Regions from separate parts of the Mus musculus genome. Here region 2 is linked to region 1. The links are chromatin contacts, called in public promoter capture Hi-C maps. All regions are on one chromosome and are shown on one strand. Each heading gives the region's core, a stretch centred on a gene start, on an enhancer-like site or on the middle of the called end of the contact. The rest is flanking DNA. Distances are from core to core; before and after follow the strand shown.

Evidence for each region. Promoter capture Hi-C pulls out the DNA fragments that hold promoters and counts their contacts.
Region 2: a promoter capture Hi-C map of liver shows a contact between it and region 1, with 3 times the contacts expected there. The contact joins two enhancer-like sites. A contact is called at or near these places in 3 of 39 promoter capture datasets (erythroid cells, hippocampal neurons and liver) and 2 of 115 datasets of contacts at active chromatin or transcription factors (fibro-adipogenic progenitors and large pre-B cells).

What each region holds. Positions count from the first base shown.
Region 1 is chr9:50,590,533-50,596,297 of GRCm38.p6, reverse strand. No RefSeq gene overlaps it. Among named protein-coding and RNA genes, the nearest start is that of Sdhd, 10 kb to the left of the region's middle. Within about 2 kb of position 3,132, at least 51 of the 459 cell types and tissues checked have an H3K27ac peak or open chromatin away from gene starts, as enhancers often do. A contact at or near this core is called in liver, where this site is marked.
Region 2 is chr9:52,052,447-52,057,820 of GRCm38.p6, reverse strand. The region is part of intron 1 of Rdx (radixin); the gene reads right to left. Among named protein-coding and RNA genes, the nearest start is that of Rdx, 7.2 kb to the right of the region's middle. Within about 2 kb of position 2,495, at least 5 of the 459 cell types and tissues checked have an H3K27ac peak or open chromatin away from gene starts, as enhancers often do. A contact at or near this core is called in liver, where this site is marked.

The DNA of each region.
Region 1 (5,765 bases), core at 1,883-4,382:
GGTTTTGGTTGGTGCTTACATGTTTGAAATAGACTCTTACAAGCTCATACTGATCTGAAATTCTCTGTAGGTAGACCAGGATGGCCTCAAACTTTGCAATCTTTCTGTTTCTGCCCCTCAAGTGCTGGAGTTACAGTTGTGAAACCACAAAACTCACTTGTTTTGTTCTAGTTTCAAATGGTGCCTTAGTTTGTTGCCCAGGCTAGCATCAAAATCCTGGGCTCAAGCCATCTGACTAGCCTGAGTAGTGGCCTGCCAGGCAGGCTGTAGTTTTATTCATTAAAACAGTGTTATGCCGGGCAGTGGTGGCGCATGCCTGTGATCCCAGCACTTGGGAGGCAAAGGCAGGCGGATTTCTGAGTTTGAGGCCATCCTGGGCTACAGAGTGAGTTCCAGGACAGCCAGGGCTACTTAGAGAAACACTGTCTCGAAAAAACAAAAAACAAACAAAACCCCAACAACAACAAAAAACCAGGGTTATGCCAGGTATGGTGGTAGATGCCTGTGATCCCACTCTCTGCGAGTCTGGGGGATGATTGCTGGGAGTTTGAGGCCAACGTAGACCACAGTAAGTTCCAAGCCAGCTACAGAGTGAGACCCTTACTTAACAAACCCAAAAAACAATAATTAAAAGTAAGTACATCCACAATTGGGAATTAGAACTGAGTTTAGCTTTGTGTGACTTAGCAAATGAGTAGTTCACATAGAATGCCACGGGACGAAAGGGCTCATGATGGGCAGAAACGGGCAGCTTAAGCATGAAGGTGGAGTGGTAGGGGTTAGAACTGTGCTATCATTCGGGTGAGTGCCAAGCTTTCTCAGTCTGTGTTCTGGGTGCGCTGACTGTGAGCCTTGATGAACCACACTGTACATTTCACTCCCGGAGGATGGCCTGGGCGGCAAGGCCGGGAAGGGTTTCCATGAAAGGGCAACCATTTGTATCAGTATGTCAGGCGGCATGATCAGAGCTCACGGGCTTGGAAAAGGGGCCGGAGAGATGGCTCAGTGGGTAAAGACACCTGCTGCCAAGCCTGACAGGGATTCACGTGGTGGGAAGGTGACTCCCATTGTTCCCTGATCTCTACAGCTGTGCTGTGACACACATGAACCACACGCCACTAAAAGGAAAAGCTGATATAATAAAAAAGATACAGGAGGACGAGAGGGCTCGGCAGGTGAGGTTATTTAACTGCTGAGCATGACAGCCTGAATTTGAGCCTCGGGACCCACAGGGTGGAGGTGAAATGACCCACTGTTTACCCTACAAACTGCATAAGCACATGCAATGCAAACAATACATAATAAGTAACTAATTACAGACTACCAAGGCAGAGTTCAGGTGCTGTGGTGAAAGCCTGCCAGCTCCCTGTATGGGTTTTGTGTTGTTGTTTTTTTAAGTGCTGGCTTTCTGTGGCCAGATTCAAAGTGAGCCAGCGTTGGCCTTAAGAGTCAGTGTATAGGCTACACAGTTGGTAACCAATTGGAAGGTTAAACATGACCCAAAGGCAGGAGCTTCAAAGTGACCACAGGGCTAACAGCAAACTGGCGACAGCGAGTGTAAAGTGCAGAGCTCCAAGAAGTGCGGGCTGCAGTGCTTTAGAGACTCCTTCCCCACCACAGAGCTAAAGCGTGAGATGGATTAAATGGTGACAGTGCCATAGGCACTCCAGAGTTCCAGCCACAGAGTGACTGGCCCTCAACTGACTACACAGTGAGCCAAAAAAAGAATTCTTAAGCACTTACTTTTTGTTTGTTTGTTTGTTTGAGACAGGGTTTCTCTGTGTAGCCCTGGCTGTCCTGGAACTCACTCTGTAGACCAGGCTGGCCTCGAACTCAGAAATCCACCTGCCTCTGCCTCCTGAGTGCTGGGATTAAAGGCGTGCGCCACTTATCTTGTATGTGCTCAGATGCAGGGAGGAACACACTCCTGTGAAGGTCGGAAGGCACCCTGCAGGAGTCAGCTCTTTTCACCGTGTGAGTTTTGGGGACCCAACTCAGGTCAACAGGCTCAGAATCAAGCACCTCACCCGCTGAGCCATCTCCCTGTCCCGAAGCCAGATCTTTTTTTTTTTTCTTTAAGCTTTTAAAATTGAAAATAGATTCTTCTCTCATAGACTACATCCTAACCGCAGTTTCCCCTCCCTCCCCTTCTCCTAGCTCTCCTCTAGATCCAGTCCCCCTCCATTTTCTCCCTCCAAGGGAGGCTAGCCAGACGGACAAAACACGCTACAATAAGACAAAGCAAAAATCCTAGTGGAGGCTGGGACAAGGCATTCCAATAGAAGGAAAAGAGTCTCAAGAACAGGCAAAAGTGTCAGAGATACACCCGTTCCTACTGTTAAGAGGCTCACAAAAACACCAACCTAATAGCCATAATGTGTACACAGAGGATCTGATGCAGTTATTTCTTCTATGTGTGTATGCATGCACGTGTGTGCGTGCAGAAGTGTACACACACACACACACACACACACACACACACACACACACACACACACACACACACACACACACACTAAATGCAGTGCCCATGGAGACCAGAAGAGGGCACCAGATTATCTCTGGAACTGGGGCTGCAGAAGGTTGAGTCTGGAACCAACCTGGGTCCTCTGGTACAGGAGCAAGTGCTCTTAACCACTGGGCCATCCAGCCTCCCAAGTAGTATTAGGATGGATTTTCTCCTTGGTTGGCCTGAAAGGATGGGATATTGCTTTCATGCCAGAGGCACATTGTCACTCTGGGCTGCGGAGAAGGTAATAATTACAAGGAATAAAGGCCGAGGGCACCAATTCTCTTTTTGGTGTGTTCTTCAGAGTAGATACAGTCTAAGTATAGCTTGTACTTTTACTCTACTAAGTGTGGCTTTTCTACCTCCGCTTCTATTTCCTCGGACCTCTCTCTCTCTCTCTCTCTCCCTCTCTCTCTCTCTGTCTCTTTCTCTCTCCCTTTCTCTCTCTCACTCTCATGTCCTCGAGCTCCGTTCTGCTTTAAAATAGTTTTATCTATGAGAGAAGGAACTTGAGAGAGGTATCACTGTGAGCACCAGTCAGGATGCTAAAGAGGACATGCACAGAGGAGCCTGAGTCTTGGATGACGTCACTGCACTGCCACGCCATTGCCACACCTATCTGCATCTGCGGATGCCAGTCAGCGCTTCCGCTTCCGTGCAGTCTTGTGTAATAGAGCTGCTCTTCCAGAGTAGGTGATTGTAGGAGGTTCCCCAGTGGGTCTCACCATCCGTGGACCTGGTCCTTTTGTTTACACCTCTAGCTTGAATCTATTTTCTGTCATAAGTAATAGTGTGATCAATGGCCTTGGATCTGTGTCTTTGTCTAGTGGTGAACATGGTTTTTCTTCTTTGTGTTCAACCTCTGTATTTGTGGAACTCATTCAGATTTATCTTGTTGCTGTGTATCTGTGTTTAGGGGTTAGGAGGAATATGTTTGTGCCCATGTAGAGACCAGAGGAGGATGCTGGGTCTTTTTCTTGGCTGCTCTCCACCTTATTTTTTGAGGCAGGGTTTCTCACTGAATTTGACTTAGCATTTTGGCTAGGCTAGCTGCCCAGTGAGCTCATAGGATCGCTCCTGTCAGTGCAGTGGCTACTGGTATGCACTGCCCTCTCTAGCAGTTATATGGAGGCTGGGGATTTGAACTTGGGTCCTCTTACTGTACCAGTGAGTGGTCTTATCCACTGAGTCACATTTTTAGCCCCTAATTTTGCTTTTTGAAATTTCTGTTTTGAAACTGGTCTTGCTACACAGTCCAGGCTGGCTCTGAGCTCAGCTGTGTGGCCCAGCGTGACATCAGACTCCCTTCGGCCCACTCACCTCAGTCTCTTGCATGCAACTCCACCCTTTATTTTATGTTTTTTTTCTGTTTGTTAGAGTTCATGTCTTCAGATGTTGTGAATAAGGGACAGGATAGATTGGAGGGATGGCTCAGTGGTTAAGCGCACTTGCTGCTCTTGTGGACACTCTGGATTCAATCCCAAGCACACACATGACAGCTTATAACCCTCTATATCTCCAGTTCCAGGGGGAAACCAGACACTCTTTTGGTCTTTTTGGGGTGCTACACACACATGGTACACAGACATACTTGCTGACAAAACATCCATACGTATAACATGTTAAAAAACATTTCCAGCTCCTTTTCTGGTTTGACTGTTCTTCTAAAGAGATGGGTGTGAGCTGGGCAGTGTTGGCACACATCTTTAGTCCCAGCATTCAGGAAGCAGAGGCTGGCGGATCTCTGAGTTCATTGCCAACCTTGTCTACAGAGTGAGTTCCAGGACTGCCAGGACTACACAGAAAAACCCTGTCTTGCAAAAACCAAACAAACAGAAGAGAGGGAGAGATGGGTGTGACTGATGGTTTGCTACTTGAGCTTCGACTCACCTCTGTTGGTAGCCCTTGGTGCCGAGTCCCTCTCCCTCAGACTGACTGTCACTCCCACATAGAGTCTGCGCTGCTCTTTGCCCTCCGGGCTCTTACTGTAGAGTTTTGTGCGATTCACTTAAACTTTGTTTTTCCCCAGTCACTTAGGAGCTCAAAGAATTCAATAGGTCTGTGTTTAGGTCCTTTTGTTTCATCTAATAAATTTATTCAATAAAACTCTTGTGGCATTGCCATTGGTGGATAGCAATGCACCCGTGGATAGCCCTGTTCTAAGCCCATTGGAGGAGCCCCAGGTAAAACCAGTGTATCACAGAGCAAAAACAAAAGGGAGGAGACACAAAAGTGAGGTGGGAATGTGCTTTCTTCACTGTGCTGTGCACACATGCACACACACAGACACACACACGCATGTGCGCGCACACACACACACCATGAACACACACATGCATGCACACAACGTGCACAAACACTCACTTGAACACCCAAGCTCCCCTCCCCCCCACATACACACACCACGAATGCACATACACGCATGCTTGCACCACACTTGGGAGCCTCAGCAGGATGTGGCGACACATGCCTCAATCCTAGCAGTTGGGAGACAGACACAAGAAGAGTGAGTTTGAGACCAGCCTGAACTACATAGTGAGACCCTGTGTCAACAAAACCAAAACAAAAACATGAAGCAGAGGAGGAGGAAGCTTTTCTCTGGCTGTCACAGAATTTTAGCATCATTCAAAGTGAAAATGGGTTCTCATGGCATTAAGTGTTATACTGTGTTCCAGGAAATAAACATCTCAAATAGAGAAGTGAGTCAGAGCCCGAGAAGCTTATGAAAAAATGTTAGTCACAGGGAGAGCAGAGCTACCTAATGTGAACACAGCTTTCTTTTCAGGCCATTTCTGCTGACATTGGGGATCCCCACGCCTGTTGCTTAATTTGGCAGCTGCAGGCAATGAGCAGAGGACTCAGCAATTGTAGGGGCCAGGAGCTGCACCGTTCTGCTGGGAACTTTCCTCTTTGTGCTGAAAACCAATATGAATTACCGGGAGTGTTGTAATGGCTACTATAAGGGAAAAATTATAAAAGGACCCAGAAACACGGAAAAATTGCGGGGGATGGGGGGGTGAATTTAATTCTAATTTGGAGGAGACTTGGAATGAATTAGTTCTGTGCTCTTAAACAAAGGGACAGAGAGTTGTGACAGCGTTCTCTATAGTAGCAGAACTTACAAATGAATCCTCCCCTCTATATATGTATGGGATTTATTGAATGAATTACAGGCTGTGGTCTAATTAATCAAACTATGAACAGGAAGTCCAAGAATTCAGAAGTTTCTTAGTCCACAAGGCTGGATGTCTCTGCT
Region 2 (5,374 bases), core at 1,246-3,745, 1.5 Mb before region 1:
CTTACAACCCTAGTGAACTCTCCAATGTAGGAACCTTGCCTGCCGTACAGCACTGTATATCTCTGTGGACGCGCTTCTGGGATATTTCTTTGTGGCCAGCAATATTATCTCAGTCCCCATCAAAATAATCACAATATTCCCTAGAGAGTTTCTTTTTGTTTAGTTTTTGTAAAAATTATTTTATTTATAAGTACACTGTAGCTGTCTTCAGACACACCAGAAGAGGGTATCAGATCCCATTACAGATGGTCATGAGCCACCATGTGGTTGCTGGGAATTGAACTCAGGACCTCTGGAAGAGCAGTCGGTGCTCTTAACCCCTGAGCCATCTCTCCAGCCCCTAGAGGTTTTACTTTTAAGTGTTTAAACGTCAGATGGGAAACTCTGAAGGGCATATCTCACTAACCGGCTATCTTCCATAATGCGGTATGCACAGGGATTTGACCTTTAAATTTTTCTAGGACAAACTATATGTAAGTAGAATTAAAATCTAAGTTTTAGTCAAGTTAGTGATCAATGAACAATGTTCATACCAAAATACTATTTACCATGAATGGTACACATCAAGTCACTTCTAGGATGATACACTTTAAATAAAACTAGCATCTGCCAGTAGCAAAAGAGAAAAAAAAAAAAGATCACATGAAAAGCCAAGAAACTACTTCATTTCTAACGTGAAACTACTTGTTTTCAGCATCCTGTCTTCCTTCTCTATCTACATGGCTGCCAAACAGACAAGCTGGTGGCCCAACCATTGCTGAATTCATGTTATATTCATAAAGCTATATTCATAAAACATAAAGTTCGTGTTATAGTCATAAAGCAATGACTCTCCTTGCCCCTTTAATTTGTTTAATGTTTCCCTTGCAGGTTTATTAATGTGAATTTTTGCCACTGCAGTTTCTCCCACTCCTGAATTTCTTCCAGAGGTTCCACCCTATATGTCTTTTGCATACCAAGTTCCTCAGAAGCACAAAGGTAGCAGCAATTACCTAGTTATCAGTTCAGAGGCTTCAGTCTGAAGAGATGCTGACAGCAGCTGTCTCCCACCTCCCACCACCTACCCATATGAACAAACAAAATGCCACAAAAGAGGAAACATTGATATATAGCATCCTCTGTCCTTCAACTCTGAGGCTGACCTTCCTCATATAAGTGGCTTTCTGCTGCACTGGCACAACACACCAACAGGTCAGGTGCTGCAACAGGTGCTGCCGAGCGGAGTCTAGTAGTGGCTTACACTGAAGCTTCAATAATTAACACCAAACTAATTTTACTTTCAAGTTATTCTTCTCCCAAGGCCTAACTATAACCATTTTCAGTCTTTTGGGAGTCAAACTACGGAAGAGCAAAGTAGTTGTCTCTATATAAAATTCTAAAAGAACTCTTGGCCAATTTTCTGGGAAACTAGGAAGTAATACAATAAAAACAAGTTTAAAATGCCTCAATTAGGTAAACGGCAGGCAAATCAACAGTTATGACACTGACAAAGAACTTATCAATCCTTTTTCCTCCATGTGGGACACTCTAGGGAGACCTGTGAACCACCTCCCAGAGGTGTTTAAGCTCATACAATAAATGTATGAAGTACATAAAATTATAAGAAATGTATAGTGCTTGAATGTAATTATCAAAACTTAAAATATACAAATCTATGTCAGATATATCAGATACACAAATATATTTGATTCTTTTCCAACACTTTAAATAACAGTAGTACTGGATTTAATCACCAGACTTGTAAGTAAAGAGCATTATAAACACTATACTGAGGGCTGGAGAGATGGCTCAGTGGTTAAGAGCACTGACTGCTCTTCCTGAGTTCAATTCCCAGCAACCACATGGTGGCTCACAACCATCTATAATAGGATCAGATACCCTCTTCTGGTGTGCCTGAAGATAGCAACAGTGTACTCATATTAAATACATAAGTAAATAAAGGATTGCTATTCCTCTCTGGTAAAAGTTACAAATATTTAAAAAAATAAATACTACACTAAAATAACTTGAATGCATTATGAAGATCCCTAATAAGTCTTATGGAAACAGCCTCTCTGATACTGCTACATTCATAACAGAATATGTGACAAAGGATACAACTTTATCCAAGTTCACACACACTCAGGTTTAAAACCTTAAAAATAACCAAAAAAAAAGTTTATTATATATATTAGCTTAATAGTGTAGTAATCTCTCTCTCTCTCTCTCTCTCTCTCTCTCTCTCTCTCTCTCTCTCTCTCAACTTACGCAGTTCCCAAGTGAAGTGCAGAAGACAAGACTATCTTACATCTGCAGTATGCTCACTTTAAAGGCACTTACAGACGTGGTCTAATTCTCCTAACTGCCTGCCTTCTCCCCAGCCTACTTTAGTATTCCAACTCCTAACTCCTATACCTCTAAAAAGAAAGGAAGAAGTGGTTAAGAGGCTTGCCTGAAGGCATGGAACTAGTTAGTGAGGTCAGAGTCCTTCACAGCCTGGGTTTAGGTTCTGCTGGTCCTATTCGATTTTCTTCATGCAGTCCTAGGCAAGCCAGTCCCAGACAACAAAAGCTGAGAAAGCTTTCTCCTCTACCATCATCAAAGCTGTAAACTGATAGGTAATTCTAAAGATATCTAAGACGTATTCATGTGGTAGTAGTCTATGTTTTAAAGATATTTTTAAAAAAATATTTGCAAGTTGAGAAAATTTTAATTTCTAAAACAAGTGTAAAATGGTACTAAAATAACATATTATCTTGAATTTCAATTCTGACCTAAAATATTTTTTAAATATATAGTTACTAAGGTAGTCAGAAAGACAAATGAAGCATCATTTGTAAATATGTGCTAAAATGTAAGTAAGACAGCCATCTCCAGTTCAACTTCTTCATTTTACATTTAAGAAAACATTTTTTTAGGTACTGGAGAGACGGCTCAGTGGTTAAGAGACTGACTAGGTTCAATTCCCAGCAACCACATGGTGGCTCACAACCATTTGTAATGGGATCTGATGACCTCTACTGCTGTGTCTGAAGACAGGGACAGTGTACTAAGATATAAAATAAATAAATATAAAACAAACATTTTTATGCCGTTAGAAATGGGAAGAGAAAAGCAGACTCATGTAGCAGTAAAGAACCAAAGACTCAACATTGTATTCACAAATATCTCTACACCTTATATTTTTTGAGACATTAGACATTATTTAGCAGTAGCAGGGTTTTGTTGCTTTTGATGAGGATCTAGGCTATAGGTAATACTTTAGCTGTTATTTTTCAAGGACAACATTTTCTTTTCATCTTAATGTTATAAAATGGCCAAGCTAGTAAGAATCAATGAGACAACAAACACAAACATAATAAAGCTTACTATATCTTGTTCTAAAACCATTTCAGTTATTTTATTGAATTAAAGAATTAAATGTCACATTTAATAATGACTATAATTATCATGCTGCTTGTTTGAGGTACATATAGTAATCTTTCCAATATATACACTTCTACTTAAAACCAAACTAAGTTTGTATAGTTTCTTTAAATATAGAACCTAAAAAATTTAAGTATCAGTTCTCATGACATCGAAGAAAATTCAATCCATTCCCCCCTACAATGAGTGTCCAACTTTTGACACTTCAACATGGCACTGTCATCTATAGATGTGTTGGGATGCACATAGCTATCCTCAGACATATTAGCCTACAGACATAACACACTTGAAAAGACACTGTCAATTAACCCTAAGATGCTGTACAGCTTCATTGTCCATTTTATAAAGGGGGGGATTCTTTATTAAGGACAAATACATCTACTCCACCTGTCTTTTATTCAAAGATTATTAATTTACAGAAACAGGAATATTTAAAATTTTAAAAAAATAGAAAGCAAGAAATATCCAGAATTGACATCACAGAGAATTCTTTGAACTTTATACACTAATACTAATTCCAGCTGACATACTCCATAATCCCACTTAATACACTTTTAAGATATTCAGTATGGCACGTGTTTTTTTACACTGTCAACACCTCAGGATCTCTTCCATCCTAAATGCATAGTGTACCATAGTGTAACAATTGCCTGGATACATGACTGACACTTTAAAAAAAAAAGTTCAGCAAACTTTCTCTGTAAAGGGCCAGGTAAATAAACATGTTAGATTTCATAAGCCATAGTCTTATGTTGCAATCATTCAAAAAAAACTTTACTTGTAAAACCTGGCAGGAGGCTGGATTTAGTCCTGTAGAATAATTTAATAAAGCATTTTTAACAGCAATTAATGTTTTTCATATTATAATTTAAGTTCTGAACCAAGAATGTTAGCTGCATGTTCATTTAAGCATTACTAATATATGACAGATCACTTTGGCTCTTTTTCCACTTGGGGACAAAAGAATTCAATGCATTTGGTATATTACTAGGAAAATAATGGAACAAAATCAAAAGAAAACAATCTGATCAGCAATGGCAAATGTAGGAGATATAGAACATGCTACAATCCTGGCCAAGGCGAAAACCTCTTGGGAGAAGCTTCTGAAAACGAATCCTCCCCTATTCCCTTTGATACTTTGTATCAAGACAAGGTACTCAACTCATCCTACAACTAACCAAAGGAAAAAACCATCTTAGTCTAAGCTAATGGAGAAGGCCCCAGGCCAGAGTTGAGAATTTACTATTACTTTCACTCAGTGTATCTTAAATGATGTAAAGACTCAAAACCTTACAAATTCACTTGTAGCAAATCTCTTATTTAATTTCAACTTTTTAAAAGTTAAAAGAAACATTTAAGGTCCTGAAAGCCAATAATAACTAAGTTTAGAAGTAACTAAAATTTAGAGAAAAAAAAAATCCTCTAGAATATCAATTACTAGTAGTACAATTTATAAAGTTAGTTACCCCCCACTCTCAGAGAAAATACTAATGTGGTACTCCTTTGTACTGTATGTAAAACCGTACCCATGTCCACCCCACCGAGGGGACTGGATCCTATTAGGTACGCTATCACTGACCTCTATCTGCTGCCCTGTATTTATTTATTTTTTTATTTTGAGATGGAGAGCTAAATTGTCCAGACTGACCTTGAACATGCAATCCCCTGCCTCATCCAAGGGCAGCTAGGATCATAGATTTGTACCACAAGGCCCAGTTTAAAACATTCTTTCAATACAGTAGAGCTTTTGTTGTTGTTTGTTGTTTTTCTTTCAAACTGGAGGAAAGCTAATTCTCTCTGCAGAAAGGCAAAGAACTATTTCAGGTTTTGTAAGTCATATGGTTTGCCATCATGGCTCAAGAGAAGCCACAGACAAACAATCAGCATGGACAAGTTCCAATAAAACTTTTAAGTTTTTAATTTTGGGATTTTCAAAACAGGGTTTCTCCATGTAGCCTTGACCAACCTG